4 separate regions of the Sus scrofa genome follow, and all the other regions are linked to region 1. Evidence: chromatin contacts called from public HiChIP or PLAC-seq and promoter capture Hi-C data. All regions are on one chromosome and are shown on one strand. Each heading gives the region's core, a stretch centred on a gene start, on an enhancer-like site or on the middle of the called end of the contact. The rest is flanking DNA. Distances are from core to core; before and after follow the strand shown.

Region 1 (6,761 bases), core at 767-3,266:
CCCTCCCGCGCCTCCGGCGTCCCCTCCTCCCCGTCACCCCGCCCCACGCCTTCTCCCCTGCCCCCTCCTCCCTGCATTCAAGGAGCCGGGCGGCCCCGGGGGATATTTTTAGTTGCTTCTTTCTCCTTCACTTTTAGCTTTAGCAGCATCTCGGAGCACGCTAAGCGGAGAAAGATTTGGGGTGGGGGGGGAGCTGGAGAGGGAGTGGGGGAAAAGTTAAGAGTCTCGCAAAGAAAAGCCGGAGGGAGGGCGTAGAGGGACCGGGGGCGCGGGTGGAGGAGGGGAAGGGGACCGGGCCGTGCCGGCGGGTGTGTGTCTCCAGTTGGTGTGTGTGGCTGCAGCCGGGGAGGGCTGTGATGCACTTTAGTCCTGGACTCTGCTCAGGCTCTCCGGGGAGGGGGGTCTGAGAGCCCGAGTCTCGCCCGGCTCCGTCTGCTCCGACTGACCCCGCATTTTATTGCGGCCAGGAGCCCTGCTCCTCCCTCCCCACGGCTCTGCAGGGACCTCGCGCGCCGCGAGCCGCCCTGCCTCCTGCCTCCGCCTCGGCGCAGCTCCCGCACCCCACATCCGCCCGCCGCTGCCCGGCCTCGCCCCCCGCCCGGCCACCCCGCGCCCCGGCGCGCCCCCTCGCCCCGGCGCCGCGGGAGCAGCCGCCCGGCGGCGCGTGTGTACCCGTGTGTTTGTGTGCGGTGCCCCCACACCCTCCCAGCCGCTCCCGCCTCGCCCGCCCCCGACTCCCCTCCTCCGCCGCCGCCTCCTCCACCTCCGCCTCCTCCTGCTCCTGCCGCCGCCGCTGCCGCTGGCGGCTCCGGGGCCGACCAACCCCGGCGCAACCTTTAGCCGGAGACGGACCTCTCCCTGGATCCTGTACCCGGCAGGCGGCCGCGCGCCCTCGCCCCGAAACCCCCAAACGCCATGTCACGGCCCCCAGCCCTCCGCGCGCCCCGACCCCCGCACCCTCAGGCACCGCGATCCTCAAGGAATTTTTTTTTTTTTTAAAGATTCCAACCTCTCCCACCTCCCCTCCACCCCCGATTAAAAAAAAAAAAAAAAAAAACCGGCATCCACGCTACTCCCCTCCTCCCTTCTCTGGCCCCCTCCCCCCAGCAACCCGGAGTGAGGAGGGGGAGGGAAAGGGAAAAAAAGCCCGATCTCAAGGAAAAAAAGAGGGGGGGGAGAGAAAGAAAGAAAAAGAGAGAGAGAATAGAAAGGGCACCGGGCTGATCATCACCAACATGGCTGCCTCAGCATAGACCTAAACGAGGAGTAACCCGGGCTGTGTCTTTGTCAGTTTCACCTCTGTAACCCTAAACTAATGCAGAAAACAACGGAGGAGGCTGCGGAGGGGAAAGAGGAGAGGGAGGGCGAGAAAATGGCACGAGAGGAGGTGGAGAAGGGATGACTTACGTGAGGGAAGGCGCTTGGGCTGCTCCTGCTTCCTCCTGGGCATTTTCCCCCTTTTCTCACATTCTCCTCCTCGGTTAATGTGAGATCAAATAAACCCCCGTGGGGGCAGAGAGGCAGACACTGGCAGGAGCGGGGAGGTAGTTGGGGGGGCGGGCGGGCGGGCAGGGGGAAACCCCTTCTCTCCGGTGTGTGCAATGGGTTGAAGCTTGTTTCCTGGAGCCAGAAGAGGGGTTTTCTTCTTTTCTTTCCTTTCTTTTTTTCCTTTTTTTTTTTTTTTTTTAATTTTTGGTCGTGCACCTGGCTTGTCCCCGAGCGTAATATTCTTCAATGGAAACGGATCTAATAGGTGTGAGTGTGTGTGTGTGTCCTATGCTCGCGTGTGTGATGGGAGGTATAAATAAATGAGTGCCGGTGCGGCGGTGTCTATGGCCGCGCTGTGTCTCCGAGCCCCTAACACTAATGTCGGGATCAAAGGGCAGCGGCGGCGGCAGCACAGCTCACAGCTCGCTCTCTCGCTCGCTCGCTCTCTTTCTCGCTCTCTCCTCTCTCGCGCTCTCTCTCTCTCTGTCACACACACACTCACACACACACACACACAGAGGCACAGACTGAAGGAAAGAGCGAGAGCTAGACACACACACACACACACACACACACACACACACAGAGCAAAGAGGAAGGTGCCCTAAGGCTCCCAGGGCGGACTCAGCCCGGGATTTGCAACCGCTCTGGCTGGAAAGAATGGGGGGCGCGCGTGCGGGGGTGGGATGGAGTTCTTCGAATTTATCCCGCTATTCGCCAAATCTAGGGGGGGAAAAGTTTGTCCCACTCTTTAAACAACGATTAGTTCATTATTCTTACTGATTTTTTTTTTAAGAAGGAAATAGGTTTTGTCTCTTAACTTTCTTTTGTTTATTAGACTACATTTTGTTCTGTATAAAATCCTTCAGGCTTTTTGTCACAAAAGAATTACTCTCTCTCCCCATCACCTTAAGTCTGTGGAGGTGACAGTCTTCCACGCACTCTCCAAAAACACTGCAATCAAAATAACAAAAAGAAAAAGATAACATATGGTGAGATCAATAACTAGGTTGATGGAATAAGTGCCCAGTTTTGGAGTGTCCGGTGGAGTTAAAACTGGAAAATGCTGCCTAAATGAAAATTATAGCTCCTTGACAAAGGGGGAAAAATAAGATTAGGTCACTCCTGATGGCTGATTTAACTGCTACACGATGCTCTATGGTGCACACAGCAATCTTGACTTCTGAAATTTACTTTTTTTCCCTGCTCTAATACAGGTATGTGAAGCTTACCCTGAAGCAATTCCAGTTTGCATTATGAGCTCAATATAGCGGTTTTCATTAACTGATACATACTTTCATTACTTTACAAATCACACATCTTTCTTCAAAGAGAGACATAAAGGGGAAAAATAGAAAAGGACGGGTCTCACTCCAGCACAAAAGGTACTTGGTGAAAGAGGACTGTTCTCTTTGTGACTTGCAGTCATTTGGATAAAAGTTCACTCAGAGGTTGTTAATGATTTAAACTCCAAAACTTGCTACTATAATTGAAGTAAAAAAAAAAAAAAAAGTCTGCAGAAGAGTTGTTTCATAAAACTCTCTTTGTAAGAGGAAACTTTGAACTTAGCAGAATACATTATATGTCATGAGTCAGATGTAGCTAAAAAATAAAAAGGTGCATTATTTAACTACATTTTCCCTTTTAAGCTTTTTAAAACCTCTGACTCATCATCTTATTATGTTAAATATTTTCTTACAAATTTTAAAATAGACTTTTTCATCAAAGAAGGTGGAGGCACGGCCAAGATACAGAACATTAAAATGACACTCCATGCGCTTGCATGGATAGCTAATGCCTCTTTGAGGTTCTGACTGAATTCTCACAACTGAAGTGGTGTTCAAGACAGTCATGGGGGTTAAACCCCTACACCCTTTCAAAAATAACAATAAGCTTTCATTCCTCACATTTTTATTAGGGAAGCTTAAAGAGTGTTGTATCTCCCAAAAGATTTTTTTCATTGATAATGAAACCTCAGGACCCCCACTGCCAAATCCCTTGAAAGATCTAGCCTCCCAGTAACAAGTAACATCTGAAGCAGGTTTGGAAACACCTGCTTAGATTCAATCTAAAACCAAACAGAGAGTGGTCAAGTTTGAAAGCATCTTGCTTAAACCAACTCTTCCTTGAATATTGGCTGGAGTAAACTGGTAGTTAAGGTTTCCCGAGTTACCATTGGAAATAGAGCTACCTTTCAACTCAGATGGAACGCAACTTATGCCATGATTTTTGACGACTCTCAGTAGCATTGGACTTGAAATTAGCACATGAATGACATATCAGAGCCCATCATTCTCAATAGACTCATTGGCCTGGGTGTGAGGAGTTTTAAATCTAACCCGGGGTAAATGGAATGATCCCAACACTTCACCACTGCTCCCTCAGAGCCTTTGGCTGGGATATGGACGACAACAACATGACACACCACCACCTTTTCCTGAATTGCTGATTCTCTGCAATGCTTAGTACACTATAATTGAAAACACACTTTAGGCCTTTCCTCAAAGTAGAGAACATTTCCCAAGACCTTTTAAAGGCACACAGGCAAATGCTGTCAACTTTTAATTATATAGGTATACTATCAACAGCCAAGAGCATTTTTAAATTGAATTTATTCATGCCTCTACCTCTTTCCAAAAATTATTTGAAGTAGTACGCAACAATAGAAAATGAAAATAGGGACAGAACAACTTCTGTTTAAATCTCAGCTTGGTATCTCTGCATCACACTCGCAATAGCTCTATATGTTTAGGGAACATAAACTAATGTTAATATCAGACTAACCTAAAATATTAGGAAGGTAAATAGCTGGAGGTTGCTACCATGGATTTAAAAATCAAGTGGATAAATAATTTGGGATGTCAGAGTTCCAGTCGTGGCTCAGTGGTTAACGAATCCGACTAGGAACCATGGGTTGCAGGTTCGATCCCTGGCCTTGCTCAGTGGGTTAAGGATCCAGTGTTGCCGTGAGCCATGGTGTAGGTCACAGACGAGGCTCGGATCCCTCGTTGCTGTGGCTGTGGTGTAGGCCGGTGGCTACAGCTCCAATTCGACCCCTAGCCTGGGAACCTCCATACGCCGCAGGAATGGCCCTAGAAATGGAAAAAAGACCAAAAAATGAATAAATAAATAAAGAAAATAAAATAATTTGGGATGTGCGTAGCCATGAACTTGGATGGCCGTTGATCATAATCATCAAGTTGGAATATTCCTTTCAATTCCCTCCCAGAGCCCAAGCTTTCGAAAGCATACTTTATCTTGATAATTACAGTACTCTCTTCACCCCATCTTCATCACCTCTCAAATGTGAGATTAAACTAGATTTTCTCAAAATTGTATATTCTGGAGTTCCCATCATGGCACAGTGTTTAACGAATCTGACTAGGAACCATGAGGTTGCGGGTTCCATCCCTGCCCTTGCTCAGTGGTTAAGGATCCGGCGTTGCCCTGAGCTGTGGTGTAGGTCACAGACGCACCTCGGATCCCGAGTTGCTATGGCTCTGGTGTAGGCCGGCAGCTACAGCTCTGATTCAACCCCTAGCCTGGGAACCTCCATGTGCCGCAGGAGCAGCCCTAGAAAAGGCAAAAAGACAAAAAAAAATTTGTATATTCTAAGAAGTTTCATCAACGTTCACTTTCACAGGAGTAATTCAATCCTTTCCCAGGCATCGAAAGGGCAGAAGATGGCTAGCAACCCCTCCCCAGAATACTGTGTGGTCTACAAGAGTCCTCCAGGTCAAAATTCTTTTCAAAATGTTATTTGCCTTTTTATCTGTTTTTTGTTTTTGTTTTTTGTCTTTTGTCTTTTTAGGGCCTCACCTGTGGCATATAGAGGTTCCCAGGCTAGGGGTCCAATCAGAACTACAGCTGCGGCCTACACCACAGCTCGTGGCACCACCGGATCCTTAACCCACTGAGTGAGGCCAGGGATCGAACCTGCAATCTCATGTTCCTAGTTGGATTCATTTCTGCTGCGCCATGATGGGAACTCCCATTTGCCTTTTTATCTGTGTTGACATTTACACCACAGAGCAAAAGCAATGGAAATAAAATGCTGGTACCTTAGCAGCTGAAATTAAGGCAATGACACCAAAAATGTATCAGTAGTCGTTTTCAGCTTCACTTCAAAAAAAAAAAAAAAAAATTCGTTTAAGGAGGTCCTTGATGGAGCAGTAAAAATTGTTAATTTCATTGAATCTCAACCCTTGAGGGCAAGACTTTTAAGTATTCTCTGTGACAAAGTGTTAGGTACATATAAAGTACTTATGCTGCATACTAAAGTACATTTGTTATCTCAAGGAAGATCATTTGAGAGATGGTTAGCTATAGGTGCTATTATTATTATTATTATTATTATTTATGGCCACACATATAGCATATGGAGGTTCCCAGGCTAGGGGTCAAATTGGAGCTGCAGCTGCTGGCCTATGCCATAGCCACAGCAATGTGGGATCTGAGCCACAACTGCGAACTACACCACAGATCACGGCAATGCTGGATCCTTAACCCACTAAGTGAGGCCAGGGATTGAACCTTCGTCCTCATGGATACTAGTCGGTTTCGTTACCACTGAGGCACAACAGAAACTCCTGCAGTCACATTCTTAACCCACTGTGCCACAGTGGGAACTCGGTGCAATTATTAGTATAGATGGAATATTATTTTTACTCAAAAGAATGACTGACTAATTCTTCAGACTTTGGTAGTTCTCAAAAAATGAAGTGAGCCTATAACTTCAAAGAAAACAATTCATGGTATTTTTTGCAATGATAATAATATTTGTAGTTAGACATGCAAATTAGAATTTTAGATAATTTGTATCCATCACTGTGAAATTTAACAGTTTCTTGATATTTGCTTTTTTGATGAGATGCATGGGGATATTAATGAATGTGACTTTTTGATACTGTGCCAGCATTTTAGAGGAACTGTAGAACTCAGTATTTTCCAAATGACCAATACATGATATTACAAAAATCATGCTGTAGTAAAGATCTATTTAAAGCACAAGATAGACCAATGGATTTTAATGGAAGAGTATAAAAAGGTCATTGACATAGTTTCAAATTCTACACTGTCAGTAATTTTTAAGAAACTACCACTCATCAAGTTTTGGTGGTGTGTCAAAGAAAAATATCCACAATGATCTGAAAAGGCTGTTAAAATATTCCTCCCTTCTTCCAACTACATATCTGGGTGAGGCTTGATTTTCTTTGTGTATGTCTTTAATAAAAGCAACATATCACAACAGAGTGAAAGCAGATACAAACATG
Region 2 (7,096 bases), core at 3,398-5,897, 230 kb after region 1:
CTCACTCAGAATAAAATCTAAACACTTGTCTGGGCTGACCAGGTGCCTTGGATTCCTGCCTCCCATTCCGACTTCCAACCCTCTTTTCTTTCCACACTTGGCAGATCCTTTATTTTCTTGGAGTATGTTGGGTGCTATAAATATTTCAAGGGACCCAGAGAGAGCCTGGAATCAAGCAAAGAAAATGGCCCAAAATGATTAGTTGATCGTTATCAAAGAACCAGAAGGATGTCAAGATTTGGGGGACTGGCCACCAAGATGGACCAGGCCAAGGCATGCCCTGCTCGCTGGGACAGGGCCTTGGCGGTGGACGGAGGACTGAGGACACAGTGATGGGGAAAGGGGCCAATGAGCGTGGATGAGGAATGGTGCTGGCCCGACACTGGCCACTACTCAGCTAAGAGCCACCACTCATGGCGCCATCTTGAACTCACCGTGTCCCTTCCCCTGGGCTCTGCATTTTCCTTCCCTCAAATAGCACCTTGGGAACATCTTCCCCCATCAGCTGGTGACAGACAGTCTCTGCCAAGTGTTTGGTGACTTCATAGAGGAAAGAGGCTGCCTGGAAATACATTCCATTGGATATTAAAGAATGTATTTCCCTGATTTACGCCAGGCAAGGCAGGGATGTCTGAGAGGCGAGGAACCAATGGCCATATCCACTTTGACTAATGATTAATTATTCTATCTAAAGTGATGTTTTCCCATCAACTGAGAGGGTAGAAAAATAGACTACAGCTTGCCAGGTTCGCCCCACAGGTCACAGATGTTGCCTCTGCATTTTCAGATTGTATTATCCATTACAGACGGTATCTTCTCATTTAGAAACATAATTTGTTGTTCTCGCAGACCGGGGAAAAAAAAAAAGCAAAAAAGCTGACATTTCACATGCAAGTCAAAGATTAGCATCACGGCCCAGGACCACATATGGAAGCACATGAGGATGTGGAGTCCCCGACTCTAGAACAGGAGGCTTCTGCTAAGAGAGATGTAGAAGGCAGTGACTTCTGAACTTTATTATGCAAATGCGAAGCCCAGAGAGCCCGGCTGTTTAACCTCATCAGGGGAAATGTCACTGATCATTTCAAGCTCCGAGTGTAACACAGGCATTAGTACTATTATGTTATGATTATTATTATTATTATTTGCAGGGCATGATGTAAGCCCGAGCCCTCTGATTAAGCTGAGTCTCTCATGCTCAGTCCCTCTGGGCTTGAAAATCAACTCTTCTTGATATTAAACAAACCAACATACAAACAACATATATTTTTGTTCTTTCTCTTTGATGTTTGTGGATGGGCTGCCTCCAGATCTGACGTCCATCAGGCAGGGGGAAGATGGTGAGAGTTTTACAGCATCCAGTTGCCACCCTCAGGTGCTGCCTCTCCTTCTGGCTCTTCTGGGACCTTCTACCCCCACGACAGAGGTGTTCAGAGATGCTGGGGCAGGAGAGAGGGACATATCTTGGGTTGGGGAGATGCTGAGGAGGATGGAGACAAGAGGGATACTGCACGAGTCTGGATAAGGAGGGGAAAGGTCCTTCTGTCCCCCGCACAGGTCGTTGCCATCTAGCAGAGCCACATAGCAAACTGAGAAGCCTCCTGGATCTTAGCGGTGCAGACAGAAAGGGCTTGAACTCAAGCAGCAAAAACGAAGCCAGCGAGCAGGGGAAAAGTCAGAGGCAGTGGCCCAGGGTGATAGACAGCGAAGGCTGGCATCTCTGAATCCAGATTTCAGGACCTGAACTGGCAAGGTTCTATGTTCAGAAGAAAAGCCTCCTGGGAGTTTTCTTGGGGGGCAGCGCATTGAGGATCGGTGTGGCTTGGGAGGCTGCTGTGGACAACATTCGATCCCTGGCCCGAGAACTTGGCTGAAAAAAAAAAAAAAAGATGATGTGGGAAATGAAAAAATAGAAGCAGAGCACACAGTGAGTGCTTCCCTCCCACATCCTGGCACTTGGGGGATGTCTGGCTTGAACACGTAACCCAAGAGGGAAGGGGGGTCACTGCACAACTGGGAGGACTAGACACTTGCAGACCCCAGAGACCCTCCCATATCCTTCGGACACGAACACTGATAGCAGGAGCCCAGTCCAGTTAAACCAGACTTCTTAGGAGTGGAGCCCACGTCCATATTCCATGAAGCTTTCTAGGTGACGCCAACATGCTGCCAGGCTAAGAACCACTGCTTTAGATTCCGATGAATATAAACTGTAAAGCCAGGGGCCCTCTTGTGTGTTTGTTTTCTGCTCTATCCCCTGGCATCTAGCACAGTGCCTGGTACATGGTAGAAATTGAATACAGATTTATTACAGGAAAGGAGAGTGTGTGAAACAAGGCATTTCTATAATAGAAACAAATCTGTATATGGTGAGGCCATGCAGGGAACTCTACTCAACATCTTGTAATAACCTAGAATGGAAAAGACTCTAAAAAAGAATACATACATTTATATATGTATTTGTATCACTTTGCTGTATACCAGAAACTAACACGGCACTGTAAATCAACTGTATTTCAATACAAATTTAAAAAAAATTAGGCCACACAGGGCATGTATAGAGGGGAGTTACCTCCCAGCCCCCACAAGAACCCTGTGGTCACACACACGTTTGTCCCTTGCTGTCCCAGCACAAGCAAACACGCAGCACCCGCTCAGTCGCTCCCGAGTGTCAAGACAGTTGTGGCTGTCCTCTGGATCTAGGCTATTTAGTTGACCCCAAATCACCCAGGGCTGTGGTCCAGTTGACTTCCTCCGTTCCCTCCAGAAGTGCTGGTGTGACAGCATGGCTCACAGAGAAGAGGCTTGAACCCTAACACTTTCAGCTGCATGCAGCCCACTACGGGCTGTTATCTCTCTCCACCAGCAGCTGAGGAATAGTCAGGGGTCACTTCCAGCGGTGTTTTCTTCCTTCCTGTTCTTGCTCAGGGTCCGGCAGTAATGACTTTGGCAGAAGTGTTGGGTCACCTTTTCCCAGAGTCAGGCGACCCTGTCTCCCTGGCTGCTGGCTGAGAGGAGCCTTGAGAAGGGGAGCCAAGGAGGAGCCCTGGGTGTGGACTTGGAGCATCTGAGTTAGTCTGGCGGAGGAGCATTTCATCAGCATCTCTACAGGCCCAGGGAGTCTGTCATCTATTGCCAGGCTTGGGTACCACTGTCTAGAGCTGCAGGAGCCACATGTTTGATAGTGGGTAGAACCAGTGTTGGTCTCGGTCCTTCCTCTACTTTAGCAGCGTAGTGTTAACCCACTTCGGACAGCGCAGTGTGCCTGCCTGTGTCAAATCTTTGAGCTGGGTTGGGATCTCATTTTTTATCTCCCCATTTCCACCGAGAAAGACGGCATAGGAAAAAAAAATCTGGAAATAAGACAAGCCTTAATTCAAACCTCGACAGTGCTACTGATATCTCTTAAACTCAGTTTTAACATCTATAAAAGGCAGATGATATAATTTACTGGGCAGGTTTATTGTGAGGCATAGATCTTAGGGCTATTGTGAGATGGTGTTGTTTGAATCCTATGGAAGTATTATTTCACCATTGGGCTCTGAGCTCTTTGAAGGTACAGACAGCATTTTCTGTTTGTCTTTGTATCCTTAACCTCTAACACAGTAAATAGCTGGCACATACTAGATGCTTAAGGTAAACTTCTCAGAGCAGTCTGCCCAGATGCTTCATCTCAGGATCCCCTATATATCCCATTATACCCTCTTGGTTTCATTCATGGCCTCAACTTGCTATATTTGCTTGTGTATCCTCTTTCTCCAAATTAGACTGTCATTTCTATGCTGTCAGGACTTTGTCTTGGTGTTCAAAGTCTAGAACCGTGTCTGGTACACAGTAGGTGCTCAACATATGTGTATCCAGTGGAGAAAGGAAGAAATGGCAGCTATTTTACGAGGACTCATAGTAGCAGTGATTGCACGATGAACTGGAATCAATCCAAACAGAAAAATGAATTGTCTCTGGACAGCTCAGCAGAAGGGGTGAGCACCGCCAGAAGCCCTTGGAGTTTCCTCCTCAGAGAATTCTGCCTGGGAACCTTTCTTTAGGGCTGGTGATTTCCTCAGGCCTCCGCCAGGAGGCCCTTCATGCTGAAGTGAGCAGCGTGAATGAGGTTTCAGGACCCGGACAAGGGCTGCCTCGGAAGGAGCCTGAACTGGGGCCCTCTGAGGCGTGGGGGAGGGGGCCACACCCTCTCCTGGGCTTGGCACCAGGGGAAGGCTCCAGACGGCGCGGGCTCTGTGCCAGCCTGCTTGGTTCCAGTGGGAAAGCTGACCTTGGCCAGGAAGAACCAGGAAGAGGCACAAATGACTCATTGTCCCACATCCTCCAAGGTGAAAACCCAGCAGTGTGTGTGGCCTCTGGGGCTGGACGCTATTGCAGCCTTGGCTCCCTCCGCAGCCCAAATAAAAGCAGTCGGCCAGCAACTCCGGCGCAGCCCAGGAATACAACGCATGGATGTCACCCATTGTCCCGTTCCACACACTTCCCTGCACTGAAAGTTCCTGAACACCGTGTGTAAGTTCCAGTTCTAAAAGTGGAGCACTATTTCCTTCTAAAGACTTAAGACAGCCTTCATTTCCAATCAAGGGCATGTGACATTGTATGGACTCGTGGAAGAAACGGGATCTATTTTCAGGTCACGTGTGAAGAAGGTTGCGGTGGAATGTGCTTTATTTTTATTCACGAGTTTGGGATCCAAGTCACATTTGTAAGATGCGCCACTGCCTTAAGATTCCCACTAGAGGGCACTCTTGGAAAATATTTATAAGTACATATTTTATTGCTGTCAAGGAAATGCTGTTTTTTAGAAGAAGGGTGGGGGAGGGAACCCGCCAACCGGTCTGAATTTCAGGACAAGCCCTTTGCCTTCACTGGGAACTACTCCTGATTCTTTCAGAAGCGCAGCGAGAGAAGGAAGCTGGAGAGCCCAGGGCAGCTGCTTTCTTGTCCTCTGTCCTTTTATCCACGTGGAACGCAGCTGGCCCTCCGGCCTGAGCCCAAATCCCCTCTGCGTCATGGGGTGGGGGGCGCGCAGCCCCACCTGCCTGGAGATTCCTCTTGGAAAAGGGCTTAGAGATGCTGAACTTGGAGGCTTACGGTTTGGTTGGGGGCCTTCCCTTGCAAGCTAGCAGTGGCCGGAAATCCTCAGAAAAGTGCCAGAAAGGGTCAGAAGGGTGGCTGGGGCGCCAAACAATTAAAAATAGGGCTTCCGGGCAGGCAGCCATGGAGATCTGGCTCGATATGTAAATAAGTGTAAATAAGAGCAAGCCTCGGTGCTTGCTGGAAGAGTGCTGTGCACATTTTGTGCAGCCAGGGTTGCGGGGGGGGGGGGGGGGGGCGGCCCTTATTCTGCATACAGCCCAATTTGTAGAAGAAAAAACTTTTTTTTCTACCACAAAAGAAAATAGCTCCATTGAGTTCCATTGGCGGGGCAAGGGAGGAGATTATTCTTAAAGTTAGATTTTGTATTCAACGAATAGAAGAGTGTCAATGAACAAATGAGAACTGATTTTTAGCCACTAACGCCTTGATTCTGGAGCATAGCTGATACCTAGCACTCAACTCTCCCATCCTTGAACATAAACTACTTCTATCCCGGGCTCTGTCCCACTGCTGTGTGTCACCTTTTAAAGTTGACATTAATTCACTCATGTGAGTGACTTCATTTCATCCTGGAATGAGCTCCGTGAGGGGGTGTTACCATCATCATCCCTATTTCACAGAAGGAAACCAAACTCAGAAAGGGGCAAAGACACACAGCAGTGGGACAGAGCCTGGGACAGAGGCAGTTTACATTCTTCCGGGAATCTCTTACTGAGCATCCGCCATACACCTGGCCCCCTGCGCTAGGTGTGATCTGCTGCTGTTTCTTGTGCTTCCTCAGAAAAAAAAAGGAAAAAAAAAAAAAAAAAAAAAAAAAAAAACCGGCTCTCCAAAAGTCAAGGTAAGCCTTTGAGTTCACTTGGGACCATTCCCCAATTCTTCCTGAAGAATGGCTAGAGAAGAAAATGGGGAAGCACAAAGGCAGCCACTTCCTTTGTCCACAAGGGAATCTTTCAGGTAGTCAGAGCCCTTGTCGGTCTGGGCAGGGTGGCAGGGGGTGCTCCTCCCTCCAGGCATCCTGGGATGATCAGGGTAGGACAGTTGCCCAAGACCACAGCCTGCTCCAGGCAGGCAGGCAGGCGTCCGTCCACGCTTCCAGGGGGCTGTTCCTTCTGTTGACCTTGGCAGGGTCTGTGCAGTCCCATTGGAGCAGACAGCGATCTTCAGAAGTCTTCTCTCTTTGCACTGCAGACCTCTTGCTATTTTCTGCAGGGATCGGGGAAGGGGGACTTTAAAAGTGGCTTTGCCGGCTCTGGGGAGAAGCAAGGTGGCCTGCAGAGACTCCTGAAGAGTTCCCCTGTGGCCTATGGGCTACAGCGCCAAAGGAAGTGGGAGATGCAAGGAGCAAAGATGGGCTCTAGGTGGTGGCTCCCAAGGTGTGCCCTGTGGTCGGCTTTCTCTCCACTCCACTCTCAATTTTTTCCCTGAGCACATATGACTTTATAAATGAACACACAGATGCACATGTGCACACCGCTTTAAAACCCAGCTCCTAGGAGTTCCTTTGTGGCTCAGTGGAAATGAATCTCACTAGTATCCATGAGAATGAGGGTTTGATCCCTGGCCTTGCTCAGTGGGTTAAGGATCTGGCCTTTCGGTGAGCTGTGGTGTACATTGCCGACTCCGCTCAGATCTGGCGTGGCTGTGGTGTAGGCTGCCGGCTACAGCTCCTATTGGACCCCTAGCCTGGGAACCTCCATATGCCGTGCGTGTGGCCCTAAAACAAACAAGCAAAAAAACCCCACTCCTGTCCAGTTTGTCAGGGAGAGTAACACCATATGTTGTTAACAGTGACTGTGCAAATAGACACCCGCCTCCTGCAATTCGGATGCAGCAGGGAATCTATACACAGACAGCAACAGACACAATAGATTGGCTCCGTTTGACAAAACCAAGGGGACTCAGAGAGAGGCAACTGAATGAAAATGCAAATTGGGAATCTGGGCGCTACTTTCTGCTTCTGAACCCTGTGAGGAGGAGGTAGGAGGTTGGG
Region 3 (7,176 bases), core at 1,267-3,766, 170 kb after region 1:
GTTGTAGGCTGGCGGCTATAGCTCTGATTCGGCCCCTAGCCTGGGAACATCCATACCCTGCCAGGGTGGCCCTAAAAAAGACAAAAAGGAAAAAAAAAAAAAAAAAAAAAAAAGCCAGTCTGAAAAGGCTACATACTATACGATTCCAACTTTATGATATTTTGGAAAAAGCAAAACCATAAAGATGATAAAGAAAAAATAAGTTGTTGCCAGAGGCCAGTTGGGAGACAGGGATGTATAAATACATAGAGTTCCTGATGTGACACAGTGGGTTTAGAACCTGACTAGTATCCATGGACTAGTATCCATGAGGATGCAGGTTTGATCCCTGGCCTCACTCAATGGGTTATGGATCTGGCGTTGCGGTGGCTGTGGCCTAGGCCAGCATATGCACCTCCAATTTGACCCCTAGCCTGGGAATGTCCGTAAGATGCAGGTGTGACCCTAAAAAAATTTTTTTTAATAAATAAATAAATACATAGGCCTCTCACAAACGATTTGGGGGACAATGAACCTACTCTGTGTGACATTATAATGGTGGATACATGTCACTATATATTTACCAAAACCCATAAAATGTACACTACCAAAGTGAACCCTAATATAAACTATGGACTTGGGGTGATATTATGATGTGTCATGTATGTTCGTCAGTTCTAACAACTAAACTCTATAAACTAAGCTAAATCTTGTCATACCATTTTTACGACTTTGAAGTTTCTTAATAAATTAGTTTGTGTTCAGGGCTTGAAGACTTGCTCTTAGTGGACTATTATTTGGAAAAAAAGTCTTGTACTTGTTTTCTTTGTATAATAAGAGATGGTGGGTGAGTTCTGTTGTGGCGCAGTGGAAATAAATCTGACTCCGACTAGTATCCATGTTCGATCCCTGGCCTCGCTCAGTGGGTTAAGGATCTGGTGGTGTCATGAACTGTGGTGTAGGTTGCAGATGAGGCTATGATCTCTCCTTGCTGTGGCTGTGGCGTAGGCCAGCGGCTGCAGCTCTGATTTTACCCCTAGCCTGGGAACTTCCATATGCCACGTGTGCGGTCCTAAAAAAAACGATGCTGGGGAAAAAACAAAATGTTGCGAAATATGGAAAATTGCTTGGTGGGTTAGTGAAAGGCACTTCTAAACTGTTGAAGGGGTTCTGGGCACAACCACATTTTGGTAAACTTCTTGGCTTATGAACAGATTCATGGTGCCTACCCCGTTTGTCTGATTGGGCCCCTTTAGATCCGTGCCCCTTAGAGAAGCTTGCAGCTGCTCTACAGATGAACCATATCCTTAAAATAATTCATTGCCCCCTACCCACCACATCAGTCATAATGACTCCATGAAGGCTCTTCAGCAAAGTGAAAGAGGCTATGAATAAAAAAAATTTTTTTGAATAATTGAAACAATTGGTACAGAATGTCGTACAATTTAGTGTCTTTTGTGAAGAAGGTTTTTAGGGACAGGGCTTTATACCCTACTACGTTGTAGGGCTTTTTTCTTTTTTGCAGCTAATTATTTTATTTAAATGATACTTAAATTTTTAAATTTACATTATATAACATATTGCAAGAACTACGAATACAGCCCTTTTCAATAAATCGGTAATTAGTTGGTCTTTACCCAAAGTGAGCCCTTACAGAAGCACTTTAAGGATATCTCTCTTTTCTACCAAGTCATTCTGTGTCGTCTTTATCAAAGGTTCATTTCTTTTGCATTTAGTTGAGTCTTATAAGAGGACAAGCTCATTTTTGTCTTAGAAATAAAAAATGTATTTTAGATGGTGTAAAACTTAAGCAGGGTTAGAGATCTGCCTTTGTTTATGGAATTACAAATTTAGAATAGAATTAAAGTATGTAAGTTTTAAGCTGATAAGGATATGTGTGTTGTGAAAAAAGGAACCAATCTTGGCATAAAGTTTTCTTCTTTTTTCTCTCCCTTTAACAGAATACTGAAAATTCATGCAAAGTTCCAAAGCAAGTTCCCATAGCAACACTTAAATAATGTCTGTACACCGTTTCCAGTCACAACTAGTTTGCAACGCACTTTATGCCTTTATAATACGAGTTAGTTTAGTGATTTTAATTTTTTGTGTCGATTAACGTCGTTATGGAAACAATCTCTTGCTAATAAAGACTTCGTCTTTACACATTTAATCAAAACCCAAAAGTGGATTTAAAGATTCGAGACTGCTTGTTTTATTTATTTATTTGCATTTAATGATTTAAATTCGGGACATTTCTGAGTATATAGCGTCATTACTTCAGCAGTGAATTCCAGTTTCCTATCATTTCAAGATATTTCTTAACATTTCTGCCTAAAAGAAATCCTGGCTAAAAGATCACTTCCAGTATTGCTTTTTTCTTTGTTAGAGGCGGGGAGGAGACGGTGTTGGTGTCTGCTTTCCGTTACAAGAGAGCAGCAGCGCTTTCCGCTTTGACTCCAAAGCGCCAACTTCGCCTTCGAGCCAACCAGGACTCTGGGGTCTGCGCGCTCAGCCGAGGTGCGGCCTTTTCGGTCCTCGCGGGCTGCCGTAGTCATGAGGAGCAATGATTGGCTGAGGCAGAAAAGTGCCGCCCCTGGGCGATTTCAGTTGCGGTTTTGCCGGGTTGGTTGGCGGAGGCCGGGCTTGTGGGGTCCCCGGAGTTGGGGTTCTGTTCCCGGCCGCGAGGTGAGCCACTCGGACTCGTGGGCCGTCCGAGGCCCCAGTGTTCCTTCGCTGGCAGAATTCGGGAGCGGCAGCCCGGGACCTGGCCGGCAGCCCCTGGAGGTGCGGGAGCGAGCGCGGACTCCGGAGCCTGCGGGTGGCGGGTCCCCGCGAGGTGCCGCGCTCGTGCTTGGTCCTTGGCGCGTGCGGTGGCCCGGAGAACTGGGATCCCCGGCGCCGGGATTCCTGAGCCAGGCCCCGAAAGCCCTTCCCCGAGGGCTGCCTAGACCACGCGGGGAGGAACGGCATCGACCAGGCCCCACCGAGCTGGCTTCCGAGACTGCTCCCAGTGGGCGAAGCTCCGCAGGGAACCCCATTAGGTCGGGGATTCGGCGGGAAAGCGGACCCCGAGCCCAGGGCCAGACTTCTCCCAGAATTGCCTGGCCTCTGCTACAACGGGGTGGCTACGTTTAACCCTCAGCCATCAAGAGCTGGAATAGCCACTTAGCGAGTTGTCTGGTTGCGAATGCCTGCAGTTGGCTGGTGTTAAGTATAGTCACCACGGCTTTGTGTGTAGGGGTGCGCGCGCGCGCGTTCACAGCAAGTATTTTTGTTTGTGTCTAGAAATAGGATGATGCAGGTAATCTTGAGAGTGTGACCTCCCCCCACCCCTTATTAATACAGGATTAATAGAAAAATTGGAAATACAGAAGAGTTTAGTATTACACGGTATCCTTCCACTTACAGTCTGTATTATACTTGTGTGTGCTAGTTTCTACTTGAGCTGAGGCTGTACTTATTTTATCACTTAAAAATGTATTTAGTTTTCCACTTTCGTTTAAAAGTGGTAACCTAAATATCACTCCTAATTTTGTATCTTTTTTTTTGATTGGTCCTATAAATTATTTAACCATTTCCTGGCTGGAGCATTTAGGGTGTTTGTGAATCTTTGCTTCGTTTTAGTATTCCAGATAATACTTTGATAAACCTTTAAAAAAAAAAACTATTTCAGATGATTAACTTGAACTAATTTGAGACGTGAAATTAACAGAATAGATGCTGTGATCTTGTAGGGTCTTTTAAGGGCTTCATACCCGTTGGCAAGTTGTTTTCCAAAAAAGTTTTAGTAATTTAGTTCTTTCATGTATGACTGCCTTTTTCACCAAAAGTAATTCATTTCTAATATTTCAACCGCCAAGGTTGAGCCTCTTTGGACTTTTTTTTTTTTAATGGTGGTGTGTGGCAATTCCCCTTGCTTGAATTTTGTGCAGGATTCTTCAAAGGATTATGTCTGTGTGTGTGTGTGTGTGTGTGTGTGTGTGTGTATTGGTGGAGTTACTGCATAGGCTGACTGAATATTGGAACAGGATGATCACTTAGGTGATCACCTGGCATAACTCCCTTATTTTGCAGATGAGGAACCTGAGTCCTGCAGGGGTGAGATGATGAGTAATCCAAGGCACACAGCTAATTAAGTAGCAGAACTGGGATTAGAACTCAGGTTTCCTGCCTCCCAAGTGAGTAATCTTTATGCTGCAGCAGGTGGTCTCTCACTAAACTGTGGCGTACTCAGTATTAGAATTTTAAAAATGTTGACAGCATTTGGATTATTCTACTGTTTTAATTATTTTTTATTGAAGTGTAGTTTATTTACAGTATTGCATCAGTTTCAGGTTACAGCACAGTGATTTGATTATATGTATATGTATATATTTTTGTACACACATACATATTTTTTCATATTCTACTGTTCTAGAATTGTTCCAAGTAGCAGAGATTATGATCATCTGAGGGAGCTGTAGCCCTGAAAAATGGGAAGGCGACTGTTTTCCTGACCAGGACTGGAAATTCTTTATTCAGAATGGCAGTGGCAGTCCCTTCAAGGGAATTTTTTTTTTTTTTTTTTTGATGGTTGTTTTCAGATTCTTTATGTGTTGGAATAAAATAATACATTATAATTTATACTCTATCATCTGGTTAGAATTTAGCTGTTGGTTCTCACTTGTTAACCCTTGAAGGGTTTTTAAAACTCCTGTGGCTTTAAGATCAGAGAACAATCGTGTTTTGATTTAGGGCTTATAGCAGGGTTTCTCAGCCTTTATGCTGACTTTTGGGGGCAGATAATCCCTTGTTGCAGAGGCATCGTCCTGTGCTTTGTAGGACATTGAGCAGCATCCTTGGCCTCTACGTCCTAGGTACCAGTGGTACCACCCTCCTCAGTCAGGAGAACCCATAGTGTAACCAGATATTTCCAAATGTCCCTGAGGTGGGGTTTAAAATCACTCCTGGAGGAGAACCATTTGCAAATGGGGATTGTTTGGGGAACTTTATAGAATGTCAGTAACAGTGCCCGTTACTTAGAGAGTCTGAGTAGGAGTAGGCTTCAGGAGTCTTCATTTTCATAGGTATCTGTGTTGATTCAGATGTAGCTGGCTTTTGGACAACCCAGAAGCATTTCTGTTTTCTCCATCTTTTATTTGGTGGTCAGCAATAAAGATATCCCTGTGTCGTAGCTGTTTACACACATGGCTGATGCTGTACAATAGTTGTCACTGCACCATAGTTGGGAGAGGAGAGCTTTTCCTTGGCACTGCCCTTAAGCACTGCTTCCATAAGCCTGGGCAGTGTGCTTTGGTGCCAGGGACACCAAGTGAATAACACGTCCCCAAGAAGCTTAGAACCCACTGTAGGAGACTCATCAGCAAAAAAGGGAAACTACAGGACAGCCTGCCAAGGACCCAAACTGCAAGTGAGAGGGGTGCTCTGGGTGCACAGAGAACCAAGTCAAAATTTTCTCTTGAGAGAGGGGAGGAGGGGTTGGTCTGGAGCCGTCAGAAGAGGGCTCAGTGTCCACTGTCTCAGAAAGGATATGTGTAGATGGCTGTTTGTCTTGGTGTCTGACGCCCTCTCCGGCACTGGAGATGAGTTAGTCTACAGCTGCGTTTACTCAGCTTGTAGTGTTATGCTTCATTGCTTATTTTTTATTTTTCAATTTTTTTTTTACCCTAAACTATAAATACTTTTAAGAGTAAGTGAAAGCTTATGGTAAACATTTGCCAAGAAAGAAGGATTTGCACGTCTTCTGCTCAGTGACACGACTCAGTCACATTGAATAGGCTTCTTTCTGTTCTTATTCCTTATAAATCTTCACAGGCTAATTTGCAATACTTTATCACTTTGGGCATTTTCTCCAGTTAGGTCTCTCACTGTCTCTATGACCATCCCCCAGGTTTAACAAGAGAATCTTGATGTATTCAAAAGGGCAGCTGTACCCTTTGAAAGGGCCTGAGCTTTGGGGTCAAGCCTTAGTTCTGCCCACCTCCTCATGGGGTTACTGTGTGAACTGCTCAGGCTTCTAACATTGCCTGGCACATAGTTGGATGATAAACTTTGATTTTCTGCCCCCCCTCTTTTAAAACCCTCTGCAGATGTCATCATACCAGACCCCTTAGTAGCTTCTGCCAGAAAATATAGTGCTTTTGACTTAATAGCCATTTATGAAAATAGGTCATTTAAGAGAAGCCTGAAAAAAAGAAAGAAAGAAACCTTAAAAAAAAAAAAAAAAAAAAAAAAAAAGCCTGAGTAGGAGTCAGGGAAAGGAGGGAAGGCATAGAGGGTGATTTTGGCTTTAGTGTTTTTTGTTTTTTTTTCTTTTTGCCATTTCTTGAGCTGCTCCAGTGGCATATGGAGGTTCCCAGGCTAGGAGTCGAATTGGAGCTGTAGCCACCAGCCTATGCCAGAGCCAGAGCAACGCGGGATCCGAGCCGCGTCTGCAACCTACACCACAGCTCACGGCAACGCCGGATCGTTAACCCACTGAGCAAGGGCAGGGATCGAACCCGCAACCTCATGGTTCCTAGTCGGATTCGTTAACCACTGCGCCACGACAGGAACTCCTGGCTTTAGTTTTGAAGGGAAGTTTTATCAAGGTGACCCTGAAGAAATGAATTCTTTTTCTTCTTATATGTCTATGGTTCAAGAGGCTTTTTTCCTTCCTTTAGAAACAGAACTGTTCCTTCTGCCTTATCCAATTTAAAAGATGAAAACTTAAAATTACATGAGCCAAGTCATGGGAAAAATTGTGGTGTCAAGACCAATTTAGCCGTACAAAATGGATTTATGGGCAAGTCATTAAGTAACAGAGAGTACCACGGAAACCTAATGAAGACAAATGTAAAAGATATGCTCTCCTAAAGTGATGGATAAAATGTGTTTGAAGCAACCATCCTCTTTCCAAATAACTTTAAAAAAATTTTTTTCAAGAGATTTAGCACAGTGTCAATATTCTAGAGAGTAAATGAGAAGCTTGGTAGTAGTCTCTCCTTTCATGTGGCTTCCAGTCTCTTGAGAGAGAAAAAACTACAAAACAGTAAAAAGTAGGAGTTCCCTTTGTGGTTCAGCAGGTGAAGAACCTGACTAGTATCCATGAGGATGTGGGTTCAATCACTGGCCTCGCTCAGTGGGTTAAGGATCCGGCATTGCCCTGAGCTGTGGTGTAGGTTGCGGACGCGGCTCAGGTGCTGCGTTGCTGTGGTT
Region 4 (6,134 bases), core at 3,535-6,034, 210 kb before region 1:
AGCACTGTAACTTGTGCCTAAACGAAGCTTACCTAACATATTTTCTCTATAAGGCACATCACAGCCTTCCTGCACTTAGGAACATCAGCGCTGCAGCTGGAGCCTATTTTAAACATTGAAATCATTACCAAACAAACATGAAAGTGCAGAACATGTGGTACTAAATAGGCTGCAAAAAGGACACTTGTATGATAGCTGAAACAAGTAGGCAGGGTGTGCTCGTGGGACCTCCACCCAAAACGTGCACATCAGAGGACTCAAATGGTTTGCCACTCTGGCCATGTCCTTGAATGAGCTCAAAAGTGCCACGGGTATTGACTTTGGGGTTACAAAGAAATGTGATAAAGTAGGCAAATTCTCAAATATGGAATCCGTGAACAGTAAGAATTGATTGTATTCACTTCCCTTGTGCATTTTTTTATCAGGGTATTTAGCTTTTTGGTTTTGGTCTCTATAGGCTATTTGCATATCAGGAGAGTATTCTTTTGCCTGTCCAGTTTTCTAAGTGTTTTCCCCATTGTCATTCCATTTTACTGTTGATATCTGTTACTACAGTGGCTTGCTTCCTTCCTCCTTCCCTCCCTTTCTCTTTCTTTCTTCCTTCCTCCCTTTCTCCCTTTCTCCCTCCCTCCCTTCCCTTTCTTCCTTCCTTCCTTCTCTTCTCTTTTGGCCAACCCTGTGGCATGCTGATGTTCCCAGGTCAGGAATCAAACCTGTGCCACAGCAGTGAGACCATGCTGGGTCCTTAACCTGCTGAGCCACCAGGGAACTCCTAGAGTAGCTTTTGACAGTAGTATCAAAATGCCTTTTGAATGGGAGGACAATGGTGGAAAAGGAGTTTTATTAAATTTCTCTTATTGTGAAAGTGGCTGGTATTTATTTTTATCTCTCTTTTTCACAGGCACACCAAATTCTTTCTGGAGATTTTTCTCCAGCACCTCCAAATTACGAAAGACCATGTAAGTCCTATCTGAAACTGCCACTTTATTTGCATGTTTTGCCTTTATTTTCATTATGATCTTCATCTGATATTTTCGTCCCTTCCAGAATCTGAGGCCACTTAGGACCTTTTGCATTTCTGCCTCCTTCCTCCCATTATGCACCTTGTTACTTCATTATACCCACCTCTCCTCATAGTAAGGACAGGAGGATGCAGAAATAAAAGGAGGGAGAATTCCCATAAAGACATTTGCCAGCAGCTCTCAAAAAGAGCGAACACATGTGAGGGTTGCGGTGGTGGCAGAAGTTGAGGTTGAGGGTAGTGTGTATGGAACCAGTGATTAAAAAATGGTTTAGGGGAGTTCCCGGCGTGGCTCGGTAGAAATGAATCTGACTAGTGTCATGAAGATATAGGGTCAATCCCTGGCCTCGCTCAGTGGGTTAAGGATCTCTTGTTGCTGTGGCTGTGGTGAAGGCTGGTGGCTACATCTCCGTTTCGACCAGTCTGGGAACCTCCACATGCGGCAGGTTCAACCCTAAAAAGTCAAAAAAGAGAAAATGGTTTAGGAATGGCAGTACTGTTCATTTATTCATGCTATACCCCACCACGAGCACTTTTACATAGGCCGTCTGTCTCTTCATGCTAGATGGGAGAATTAAAAAGCTAACATCCATGGACCTGAAGAAGTACAGTCGACGAAGGAGAGACTTCCTCAGGCATGTAAGAATCTTTTCACTAGTCACCCAACAGAAGATCCTTGGGAGTGTCAGTAGTTTTACACAATGTGGCCATGAGGGTGGGGGCATGTGTGTGTGTTTAGAGCTGGTGGGAAAGTAATCAGGAATTGACAATCACCTGTCAAATAAAGACCACTATAGAAACAGACTATCTTGATAAGCAGTCTTCGCAAAAGCCGTGTGAGCATTTCTTGTTAAGATCTCCCCAGTTATTTTGTTTGTTTTATTTTTATTTATTTATTTTTTGTCTTTCTTTTAGGGCCGCACCCACAGAATATGGAAATTCCCAGGCTAGGGGTCAAATCGGCACTGTAGCCACCAGCTGACACCACAGCCACAGCAACTCGGGATCCGAGCTGCATCTGTGACCTGTACCACAGCTCACGGCAACGCCAGATCCTTAGCCCACTGAGTGAGGCCAGGGATCAAACCCACATCTTCATGGATACTAGTCGGGTTTGTTAACCACTGAGCCATGACGTGAACTCCTCCCCAGTTATTTTGGAAACAAGCCTCTAAAGGGCTTATGGGGACTGGAATTTCTCTTATACTGTCCAAATTCTCATCAGTAACATCAGGGGTTTGCTGGATTCCACCTCCTGTGAAAAAGGTGATAAGTTCACAGATTGTCCTTCCCTTCTGGGGACCCACCCGGGTGCCCAGTGTCCTGGACTCACCTTCTTCACGCTCATTCTGCCACCCAGCATCTGCTGACATGGCCCTCCAGAGCAGGGGCTTTGTCTTGCTTCATCAGACTTTCTCAACACCCAGTAATCTTTAACAGGATGTTAAAACAGGATTCTTTTTATATCTTGAGAGTTCTGGCAGAGACTCTTAGAGAAAGAAAGAATAAAAATTGGTTTCTACAAGCACCCTACTGACTCTACCTCATTTAATATAAAAGTTACAGTGATTTTTGCTGTCATAGTACTTTCCTTTATTAAGATTTCTCTTTAAATTGACTTTAAGAATTTGGCCTCACCATAAGTAATTATATTTACAATATCATGGGTTTGGTATGCTAGTTATGTGCATTAGAAAAAAAAAATCTGACCATTAAAATAAAAATGTTATTCAATTACCACCTGACATTATCAGAAGAACCACCAGTATATCTACATATGACTTTGTAAAATGCTAGTCTATGGGCACCAACTAGTTAATCTGATAAATTTAGCTAATGGGACAGAGTTGGACAGCCTACCTCCCAGAAAATAGATTAGTTCCCAGGTAACTAATCTATTCAATGGTGGCCTTCTAGAAATGGTGCGTTTTTCTTCACTTTTCTGCTTTAGGACCTGGTAATTTTCCTAGCATGGGAAGCCTGTGGCAGGCTGTGCAGGGAGTTATCTGGGGGCATTTGAAGCTGGGCAGTCTGTTGAACGTTTTTCTGAAGCCAAGGGCCCTCCCTTCACTGCAGACTTGGTGCATGCTTCTAGGAAGGGTAGTTGATTTCCTGAAAGTATATTTACTGCTCCCTGGCCTCCTGGGAGTTGCCTGGGAGAATCATTAACTATTGTTAAATAAATAAATCCCTCTTGCTGTACAGAGTTGTACTGGTGCCAAGCAATTCCATTGCCAATGTCCGCAGCTGTTCCGGGGAACAGTTGCCTGTCTCTTTGAGGTGCTTCCCCGACTCCCTCCCCAATGTGAATTTTCTATACTCACAGTAGCCTCTTTTAAGTCAACAATTCCCGACAAATTAATGACATTACATCCTGCTCATGTTTTTATGGTGCAACAACAGGCTCAAAGTACAATACCCCCCCCCCAACACAGGCACACCCCACACAATTAATATGGGGTACTTGCTTGGGAAACTCTGGGCCTAGAATTCTGACTGGAAAATAAATCATAACTTTCAATTCATAGGACAAGGCAAAATCTTAATGTTTTTAAGAGGCACTATATTTGGGGGGGAGGGGAACAAGCATTGAGAAGTAAAATGTACAGATTCCTGCATCAGCAGTAAGTACGGATTGAATGAAAATTTCATCCATCATTGACAATATTCTCACTTTAAAAAGGATTTGCTTGGTGTCCAGCTGTCTTCTAAATATTTATATTTCTGGATCCTATCTTCCAGAAGTTCATAACTGTAACATTAACTGGAAAGCAGAGAAATCCACATCCAAGACTGTCTGGACTAAAGGGATGGTAGGGAAGACGGGGAAAGAATCTCACTGTTAAAGGCTGATTAAAGGCCAGTAGAGAAGCACTGAATCCTTTGGTTATTATTGATTCCTAGAGTGCTTGCCCTTTTTTTTTCCCCCTCTTCTGCTTATTGATCTGGCCTTCCTGACAGCGACAGAATATATGAAATAGGAAGTTAAGGGAGATGGAGGAAAAGGCAGGAACAATCCCAGTTCTTGTTTGTTATCGATGTCCTGGCAATTTAATTCCCAATTCTGTGCAAAAAGTAACCTTAGTGGATGGGCGATCGCTGACAACCAGGCCATTTTTCTCCAGTTTCAGGAACCGTGTGATTCTACAAGCAAGGCTAGCTCATCTGAAGACTCACAAGCGGATCAATACTCCGTTTATAGTCTGGGAGGGCCGTTCTCGACATTTGGCTGAGTCGGAAAACGAAGCCACAGAGCTGGAGGCCCAGAGCCTGCTTAATTACCGCCTTTGAGGTAGGAGAGGGCCTGGGAATGCCCAGACCTGAGAAGGTTGCCTTTCTTGAGCACTTCCTTGGACTTCAAACGACTTCATCTCTCTCTCTCTCTCTTTTTTTTTTTTCTTTTAAACTGGATGAGAGGACAAAGTTGTTAGAATTATTATTAAATTTTCCTTTAAAAATAACTACTTGGAACCACACCTCTCTGTAAGAACGACAGAAATGGTGTCTGTGGCTCCGACAGCTGTCGGCTCTGGCGTCCAACGAGCCCTTCCATCTGGGAGTCCCGGGCAGGGAAGGGCGCAGGGGCGTGAGAAAGGCTCTTTTGTATTCAGAGCAGTCGCCGGCAGAGCCGCAGCCTAGCACTGCCAGGTTTTCCTCGGCGCAAGGCGCCGCCGGGAAGCAAATTGGCTCGGGCCGAGGGGCTGGTGGGGGTGACCTGCGTCGCGGCGGGGGCGGGCCCCTGGGGGCGGGGCGAGTCGCGGCCTTTCTCGCCCGGCCTCTCTCAGGAGGGCCCCCGCGCCATAAGCCCCGCCCACGGCCCCGCCCCTCCCCGCCGATGTCTTCCTCTCCCTGCTCCTCCCCTCTCCTCGCCTTCTCCCTCTCCCCAGGTCTTCTCTCCCCACGATCCTCCTCCCCCTGCAGTCGTGGTCCGTCGCCTGCTCCTCTTCCGGGTCTACGACCCTCCTCCCACTGCATTCTCCCCCACCCCCGCCAAGACTGCCTCTCCCCCCAACCCCCAACAATTCCCACCAAGGGCCACCCGCCACCCGTGCCGAGGGCGCTGGAGGGAGGGCGCAGAGACCCTCTCGGGCGCGGGAAGGCCCCGCCGTGGTCCGGGACGCAAGGGGCCCCCAGCAGCTGCTGTCCCACCCAGGGAGGCAGGACCACGAGTGGTTGCGGAAGTAGCTGTCTTCCTCCGCATCCCTCGCCCTGCTCTCTGCCCCCAGTGCCATTTACTCCCATTTGGCAAACTGTCCTTCTCGATATGATTTGTATTAAATAGAAAAAGTAATTAAAAGTCGCACCACCACTCGTACCTCCCCCGCCCTCCCAAACCTCCTAGAGGTTATTTCTCTTCTTTAGCCCAGGTTAGACTAAATACATTCCCTGGAAGCCATCTGGTCTGATTCCCAGGATCCCCACGTATGGTTTCCATTAAACTCGCCAAACCATGCATTGAAAGTGCTGCCTTGGAACCACTCAGGAACCTCCAGGATTTTTGCCCTGGCCAGCCTCATGGATCTCGGGCAGAGGGAGGTAAAGGCCTCTGCTGAATATGTCAGTACCGAATGATCCTGGCCTCATGCTGTAATTATATGCTTTACTACTCCGAGAACATACAGTCCTCTGTGTTATTCATTCTTTCAGTATTTGCGTGTGTTTTTTTTTTTTCCTGTATGCAAAGCAGAGCTTGTTAGAATACTCTTAATTCTAAAACTCCATGTGAGCAGCTGTACAGAGGACTTTACAAAATAACCTGGCCACAGAATTATTTTGATCAGCAACATTTATGTGGATGGGTCTACATCTTCTCCCTTGCTGTCTCCCATTCCTACCCCCGACCCAAGACAAAAAACAAATATTCGCTGTGGAAAAAGAATCCCTTACATGTGGGTTGGGGTTTTCGGTCTAAGAAAAAAAGGGAACAGATAGGTTCATATATCATAATGTTAAAACTGGAAAGTTCCTTAGAATTCATCAACAGTAAGTCTGTCGTTTATTGAAGAGATTCAGAAAGTGTAGTTTAGGGAAGGTCACGTGGCTAATGAGTAAAGGACTAACTCAGAACGGCACCTAATTTGAGGAGAAGACTTGGCTAGATATCAAGTGCTTT

What was found. Promoter capture Hi-C pulls out the DNA fragments that hold promoters and counts their contacts. HiChIP or PLAC-seq counts read pairs in DNA pulled down with a chosen protein or histone mark.
Region 2: a promoter capture Hi-C map of fetal skeletal muscle shows a contact between it and region 1, with 5 times the contacts expected there. The contact joins the enhancer-like site here to the promoter of ZNF827 in region 1. A contact is called at or near these places in 1 of 5 promoter capture datasets (fetal skeletal muscle), 8 of 47 Hi-C or Micro-C datasets (alveolar macrophages, embryonic fibroblasts, heart right ventricle and 4 more) and 1 of 2 datasets of contacts at active chromatin or transcription factors (skeletal muscle).
Region 3: a contact with region 1 is called in an H3K27ac HiChIP or PLAC-seq map of alveolar macrophages. The contact joins the promoter of LSM6 here to the promoter of ZNF827 in region 1. A contact is called at or near these places in 6 of 47 Hi-C or Micro-C datasets (alveolar macrophages, embryonic fibroblasts, fetal heart ventricle and 3 more) and 1 of 2 datasets of contacts at active chromatin or transcription factors (alveolar macrophages).
Region 4: a contact with region 1 is called in an H3K27ac HiChIP or PLAC-seq map of alveolar macrophages. The contact joins the enhancer-like site here to the promoter of ZNF827 in region 1. A contact is called at or near these places in 1 of 5 promoter capture datasets (fetal skeletal muscle), 5 of 47 Hi-C or Micro-C datasets (heart right ventricle, liver, retroperitoneal adipose tissue and 2 more) and 1 of 2 datasets of contacts at active chromatin or transcription factors (alveolar macrophages).

What each region holds. Positions count from the first base shown.
Region 1 is chr8:82,591,815-82,598,575 of Sscrofa11.1, reverse strand. It overlaps ZNF827 (zinc finger protein 827), which reads right to left and starts at 2,016. Exons shown (of 13, transcript XM_021101536.1): 1 at 1,408-2,016. The coding sequence starts at 1,450.
Region 2 is chr8:82,367,517-82,374,612 of Sscrofa11.1, reverse strand. It overlaps LOC106504715 (a long non-coding RNA gene), which reads right to left. Exons shown (of 2, transcript XR_001298398.2): 2 at 1,001-1,870. It overlaps LOC106504714 (a long non-coding RNA gene), which reads left to right. Exons shown (of 2, transcript XR_001298397.2): 2 at 105-5,924. Among named protein-coding and RNA genes, the nearest start is that of LSM6, 57 kb to the left of the region's middle. Within about 2 kb of position 4,647, at least 61 of the 83 cell types and tissues checked have an H3K27ac peak or open chromatin away from gene starts, as enhancers often do. A contact at or near this core is called in alveolar macrophages, embryonic fibroblasts, fetal skeletal muscle and 4 more, where this site is marked.
Region 3 is chr8:82,423,841-82,431,016 of Sscrofa11.1, reverse strand. It overlaps LSM6 (U6 snRNA-associated Sm-like protein LSm6), which reads left to right and starts at 2,516. Exons shown (of 4, transcript XM_005666841.3): 1 at 2,516-2,664.
Region 4 is chr8:82,800,466-82,806,599 of Sscrofa11.1, reverse strand. It overlaps LOC100523624, which reads left to right. Exons shown (of 13, transcript XR_002346751.1): 11 at 902-959; 12 at 4,147-4,313. Among named protein-coding and RNA genes, the nearest start is that of SMAD1, 180 kb to the left of the region's middle. Within about 2 kb of position 4,784, at least 71 of the 83 cell types and tissues checked have an H3K27ac peak or open chromatin away from gene starts, as enhancers often do. A contact at or near this core is called in alveolar macrophages, fetal skeletal muscle, liver and 3 more, where this site is marked.